Linked DNA regions of Rattus norvegicus: region 2 is linked to region 1. A link is a contact called in public Hi-C data. All regions are on one chromosome and are shown on one strand. The core of a region is the stretch at or near the end of the contact, and the rest is flanking DNA. Distances in the headings are between cores, read along the strand shown.

Region 1 (3,077 bases), core at 485-2,984:
GGGTTGGAAAGATAGAATGGGGTGAAGAAGGGTGGGAGTCAAAGGAACCCCCGAAGTAGCCAAAAGTCTGGCTGCAGGTGCTATTCCACTGCTTGGAATATTACAACAGCCCCTAGGACCTCCTATCTTTCCCTAGAACCCCATGCACCCTCCTATAGACAGACCCAGGCGGTCCCTCCCTGTGCCCTACTCTGCCCCACCTGTGTTTTGCTCCACATCTTGGCACTGTGTTGAAACTGTTTGTTTACAAGTCCACCTGCCCATTAGACCATGGGCCCCTCGAGGGTAGGAAATTAAGTCTTTATCTACGTCCCTATGACACTCAGTAAATATTTGTGCAAAGCGCCCAGACTATGGAGACTGAGGATAAACAATATCTGGCTGTCATTGTGCAAGGCTACAACAGTGGCTGTGGGGCTGTGGGGTTTAGTTTTAGTTTTATGTTTATTATCATCAGCAATGTCGTTGTTGTCGTAATAATGAGAACCGCTGAGAGCAGTGACCCCAGTGGCTCTCTTGGTATGAAGGTGTCCGAGACACATCTTTCTCTCCCAGGAGGTGATAGCTTCCCAGTAGTGGGTCTTCCATGCTGGCCACTGGTTTGTTTGGGGGAGTTGAAGGCTGAGAACCCTCCCGCCAGCCACCTGCTGGACTACCTCGATGATGCTGAGTGTGGAGGGTGTCAGCCACTGTGAGCTGTTTGTTTGCGGAGGAGAGATAAGCATCTCACCTGGGCCACTCCTAGTGGTGTTTATGTCTTTTAGATTGCAACTCTGTTTGGGGTTGTGGAGGCCATGTTGCTTCATGCGGTCTGCCTTGCCCTGAGACAGGCTGCCACCCTACTGAGGACTTACTGGCTCTGTCTTGACTTGCCCTCCTTGTACTGGACAATGCGGACAGGCTCGTATTCTGGGAACACCGTGCTTCAAGCTATCTCTCCTGCCCAAAGCTACCTATTGGTACAAGAATAGACAAGGACCAACTCCCTCCCCGAGAAAGGGAACTTCCTTTCTCAGGTCTCCGCCCATTTTTGGCAGGAGGAGCCAGTCAACATTACTGGCTTAAAAATAACCTAGAGGTAAGGCAGGACTAAAGAGATTTGGCTCAGCCTTTATGAACATGTAGGCTTTTGCAGAAGACCTGAGTCTGATTCCTAGCACCCCTGTGGGGTGGCTGGCAACTTTGTATTACTCAATGTAACTCCAGCTCCAAGGAGTTAGATGTCCTCTTCTCTATGTAACTCCAGCTCCAGGGGATCCCATGCCCTCTTCTGGCCTCCCAGGGCACATGCACAGATGTATTATATCCATACCAACACATGTATAACAACAAATAAACATCTTTTTTAAAGGCTAAGGATGCAGTTCAATGGATAGGAAGTTTGCTTAGCTTCCCTATTCATGAAGTTTGAACCCTGGCACCTTATAAACTAGGTGTGGGCCCACACCGGAAATCCCAAGTCGAAGGAGCCTCCCTTCCACAAGATAAAATGTAGCCTTGTTATTGTTGATGAGTGTTCTGTCAGAAAAGCAAAGAATTTTTTCCCAATAAAATATAGTCTTTATCAAGAATCCTCATCCACTACTTACACCCAACAAAGACACCAGGGGTTCCATCCAAAGCTGGGTATCACAGTTCTCCTCTGAGGTCTTGCTGCCTTGAGCTGAGGGCACCCGGACCATGCTGGGCCTGTTGCCTGCCAGGATCTGGCTCCCCTCCCTGATGTTGGCTTCCTGGCCACATCCTGCCCCAGCTGGCCTGGCCTGTTCCACATTCCAGGTCTCTGTCTTCCAGTGAGCCGTATTTGCTCACTCAGACCCAGATTCTAAGCTTCCGTCTGTAGGTCATTTTCCCTGTGGGACCTTAGTGTCATGCTGCTGGTGAGTCGGCCTCGAAGCAGTTCCAAGGAATTATTCCAACCAGTGCTACATGGCTGTAAGTGCAGGGGCCCAGTTCTCCCTGCAGGTGAGAAATGAGAAGCTGGATTACCCAGCAGCCAGTCTCCAATCGCTCCACTAGCTCCAGCAGCCAAGGCTGTGTGACGACAGCACCCCTTGGACTCTGTTATGTGTAGGAAGGCTTAGCTATTGACATAAGGCCAGCTGTACCCTGCCTGGACAATGGGGACAATCCTGCCAGCTCTGCTCCTGCCTGCCAGTTGTCATGTCCTGTTGAGAGGTTCCTGTGGCACAGCTCCGCAAGACTTTTCTTGTCCCTGTTTTCCTTTACCTCTTTTAAACACTCAAAATAACAGCTTTACCACTAACATAGACCTGAACAGGACCTGGATCCTTCCAGATTGCTCATCCATTACCATAGCTTTAATGCGGTTTGAATGATTACACCAAGACTCGTGTGGTGGATACTTGGTGCCACCAAGTGTGGCGGTATTGAGACTGTGGGACCTTTAAGAGGGGCAGCCATGACTGGTGACGTCACAACCGCTAACCCTATTGGGTGACATTCATGGTGGTTCTTCCCTCCAAAGGAATTGTCTGTCCTCTCAGGACTCATTAGTTGTCATGGGAACAAATGGCTGTGAAGAGGAAGCTGACTTTTGAATCCCTCTGGCTTTAGGTTTGGTCACGTGATCTCTCCCTCTTGTCTCGTTTTTTTTTTTTTTTTTTTTTTTTTTTTTCCTTATCATGTTGAGATGGAGCCAAAAATCCCTCACCAGAGACATCAGGACCACATACTCGAGTATCAGGATTGAAGGCCAACTAAGCCTCCTTTTGCAAGCTTCAGAATTTGGGGTACAGCGACAGGAAACAGACTAATATACATTTTCAGCTGCATCTTCTACAACAGGAGCCTCTAACCCCCAGTGCTCTGAGTCCTAGCTTCCCGGAAACCTCCAAATCCCAGGAACAAAAGATACCACTCGCCCAGAGCAGTCCTTGGTGTCATCTGCCAACTGCGTGCATGCACACAGGCATTTGCGAAGAAACTTATTCAGCAGCAGCTACTCATACAGACCCTGGGCCTGGACCTTCCCAAAATGACGCAGTCAGAGTTTGCAAAGCAAGTCACCTGTCATGTGATCCGCTCGGGAAGATACATTGTTACGGGAGGATGCA
Region 2 (3,022 bases), core at 343-2,842, 330 kb before region 1:
TGTGTGTGTGTGTGTGTGTGTGTGTGTGTGTGTGTGTGTGTGTGTGTGTGTGTGTGATTTTTGCATCTGGCAAGCTTCATGAACGCCCTTTGCCCTATCCAGCCTCCCCAGGCTTCACTCAAAAGAATCTCCAGAAGTCCCCTAGCACACTTTTCTGTGTAGTACAGAGAGATGCAGACGCCCACAGTGTCGTGATCTGCGGGTGAACAGTCTGGAAGCCTGGTGTGCAGGTCTCACGGGGCAAACGATAAGTTCAGAAATCTCCCAAGATCGCTTCGAATTCTATTATATCATCAGAAAAGAACTTTTGAAAAAACATTTTTAAGTAGTTGAAATATTTCAAAAATCTCATTAGACAAACGGATTCTTGGTCCCGGGCGGCAGGCTCCTTTCGGTCTCCAGGCCAGGGGCGCAGGAGCTATACTGATTCTAATTGATGCGCATAATAGCACAGGGTTCTCGGTGCCTGGGGTACCTCGGCCCTGGGAGGTCAACGCGAGGCAGTATGTGGTGGGAGGATAGGAAGATCTGGATTTTTCTAGGTCGGCCTGTAGGCGGCGCCCTGGGAAAAGCATTGAGGAACAGCGTGCGCCGAGCTTCCAAGTCACCCCGGAACCTCTGGGTTTGGGGTGCAGTATCCCTGTGTGTACAGCTCTCTCCCGAGCTTGGCACGCGTGTATCAGAATCCCAGCAGCCAGCATAAGCCTAAGAGGTGCGCACCCAGGGGCGGGGGAGCGGCACGCGGCTCCGACCCTCACGCGCCGTGCAACCCCGCGACCCCCGCGCGCGAGGGGGGCTCTGCCCACCCCACCGGCGGCAGGTGGACAGTGTTGCTATGAAAGAGAAAGCGTCGATTGTCCTCACTGTGAACTGCCACACGCCAGACCTCCTCTTTTGTGTGCCCCGTATAGAAATGCAAACGAGCCGCGTGTGCCGGCAGCAATCTGCTAGTCCCTGCTGCCCGCGCCCCACAGCGATCTGCTCCGGGTAGGGGTGGGGGATGGGGGGCGGGAGAGCTTAGACCTTGCAGCCGTGACCCCGAAAGGCGCTAAGTCCTGAGTCCTTAGTGGCAGTCTAGGCCTAAAGTCAGTTGCAGTTGCAAACCTTTGACTTTTAAGTTTCGGTTTCGGTGCAACAGTCCCGTAAACTTCAAGTTGAAAAAAAAAAAAAAGAAAAAATTAGAAAGGTCGCAAAAAAAAAAAAAAACCAAAAAGTGCAAACAAACAAAAAAGGCGTTTACATTTTCCAAGTGTGCATTCTACAAATTCCAGTATCGTATTAGCAAACAACGTGCTATTTTTTTAACTTTTTCCTTTTAAGGACTTACAAAAAAGAAAGGCGAGGTGAAATCTGCAGGCTCCAGTCTGCCTGGTAACACCCTGACAAAAGCGGCAGATTTGAGGCTGTGTCATCCCCCGCACCCCTCCCCACGTGGCCTTCTGGCACGAGCCGCAGGCCTGCCGCCTCATTTGCATCAGAAAGCGGGCGCTGGCCAATGGGAGCGCAGCCTCCCGCCAGCTGGCGGCGGCGCGCGGAGCCGGTCTATAAAAGGACTCTCCCTGCCGAGCCTGGCGCACTCGCTGGTGGTGGGCGCGGATCGTCTTTGGGAATCTTTACTTGCGCTCGGGTTCCCTCTGCACTCTTCACTTTTGGATAACTTGCTGTTCGTGGATCGCACAATGACTCTGGAAGAAGTCCGTGGCCAGGATACAGTTCCGGAAAGCACAGCCAGGTGGGTTTGGGGGTACAGAGAGTTGTCGGGTAGCGATCTCTCGGGGTCCTCCAGGATAGAAGTTTGCAGGGTGGGAGCCATGCACTGTCTGGCTGCGAGGTGCAGAGGCGCGGGACCAGGATTATTACATTCGATTCGTGTCTAGAGCTAGAGTTTGGGGTGCCGGCACCTGGTCGTTGTTGGGGAGCCTGGGATACGGGTACCAGATCAGAAGTAGGGAACCGGGAGTTACAGGCGCCAGGTCGAGACTGGGTGATGGGGAATGAGGGCGCCAGATCATGACTAGGGTGCCAGAGGTGTGGGCGCCAGGTCGGGACTGGGGATCCGGGTGTGTGGGCGCCAGGTTGGAGTTGGGAGGCAGGAATGCTGGCGCCAGGCAGGTCTAGGCTAAGGGGCCAGCTGGGACTTGGAGGTCAGGGCAGGGATCTCTCTGTCGCGTCCCCGTGCTGGTCCCCCACTCACGGCGCTTGTTCTTTCACAGGATGCAGGGCGCCGGGAAAGCATTGCACGAACTTCTGCTGTCGGCGCAGCGCCAGGGCTGTCTGACCGCTGGCGTCTACGAGTCCGCCAAAGTCCTGAATGTGTGAGTGTAGAAAGGCCCCGCGTGCAGGGATTAGGGTTGGCGCGGTGGGGAGACCTGGGGGTGGCATCGACTCTGACCTTGTGCTTCCCATCTGCTCTGCAGGGACCCTGACAATGTGACCTTTTGCGTGCTGGCTGCCGACGAAGAAGATGAGGGCGACATAGCCCTGCAGATCCATTTTACGTTGATCCAGGCGTTCTGCTGCGAGAACGACATTGACATCGTGCGCGTGGGAGACGTGCAGAGGCTGGCGGCGATCGTGGGCGCCGACGACGAGGGGGGCGCGCCGGGAGACTTGCATTGCATCCTCATTTCGGTGAGCGCTCCCACTCACTACCTCTCCACGCCAGTCCCCCAACCTGTCCTGGCCAACGATAGGCATGGCTGACCCCTGTATTTCTTTTCTTTTTTTAAATCCAGAACCCTAATGAAGACACATGGAAGGACCCTGCCTTGGAGAAGCTCAGTTTGTTCTGCGAGGAGAGCCGCAGCTTCAACGACTGGGTGCCCAGCATCACCCTTCCCGAGTGACAGCCTGGCAGGGACCTTGGTCTGATCGACTTGGTGACACTCTAGCGCGCTGCTGGCTCTGGAGTGGCCCTCCGAGGGCGCTCGAGTGCGCATGGAGACTGGCAGGCGATGTTGCCTGGAGAGCGAGGAGCGCGGCCTCCCAAGAAGGGGGTCTGGCGGCAGCGGGGACATCTTGT

Evidence for each region. Hi-C and Micro-C count contacts between places; a contact is called where the count stands out from the background.
Region 2: a Hi-C map of liver shows a contact between it and region 1, with 2.9 times the contacts expected there. The contact joins the promoter of Gadd45g here to the enhancer-like site in region 1. A contact is called at or near these places in 6 of 12 Hi-C or Micro-C datasets (Schwann cells, hepatocytes, kidney and 2 more) and 1 of 1 datasets of contacts at active chromatin or transcription factors (oligodendrocytes).

Annotation. Positions count from the first base shown.
Region 1 is chr17:13,198,903-13,201,979 of GRCr8, reverse strand. No RefSeq gene overlaps it. Among named protein-coding and RNA genes, the nearest start is that of Diras2, 290 kb to the right of the region's middle. Within about 2 kb of position 1,734, at least 10 of the 93 cell types and tissues checked have an H3K27ac peak or open chromatin away from gene starts, as enhancers often do. A contact at or near this core is called in liver, where this site is marked.
Region 2 is chr17:13,528,921-13,531,942 of GRCr8, reverse strand. Gadd45g (growth arrest and DNA-damage-inducible, gamma) reads left to right here and starts at 1,592. Exons shown (of 4, transcript NM_001077640.2): 1 at 1,592-1,732; 2 at 2,214-2,315; 3 at 2,418-2,631; 4 at 2,736-3,022. The coding sequence starts at 1,680. The coding sequence ends at 2,846.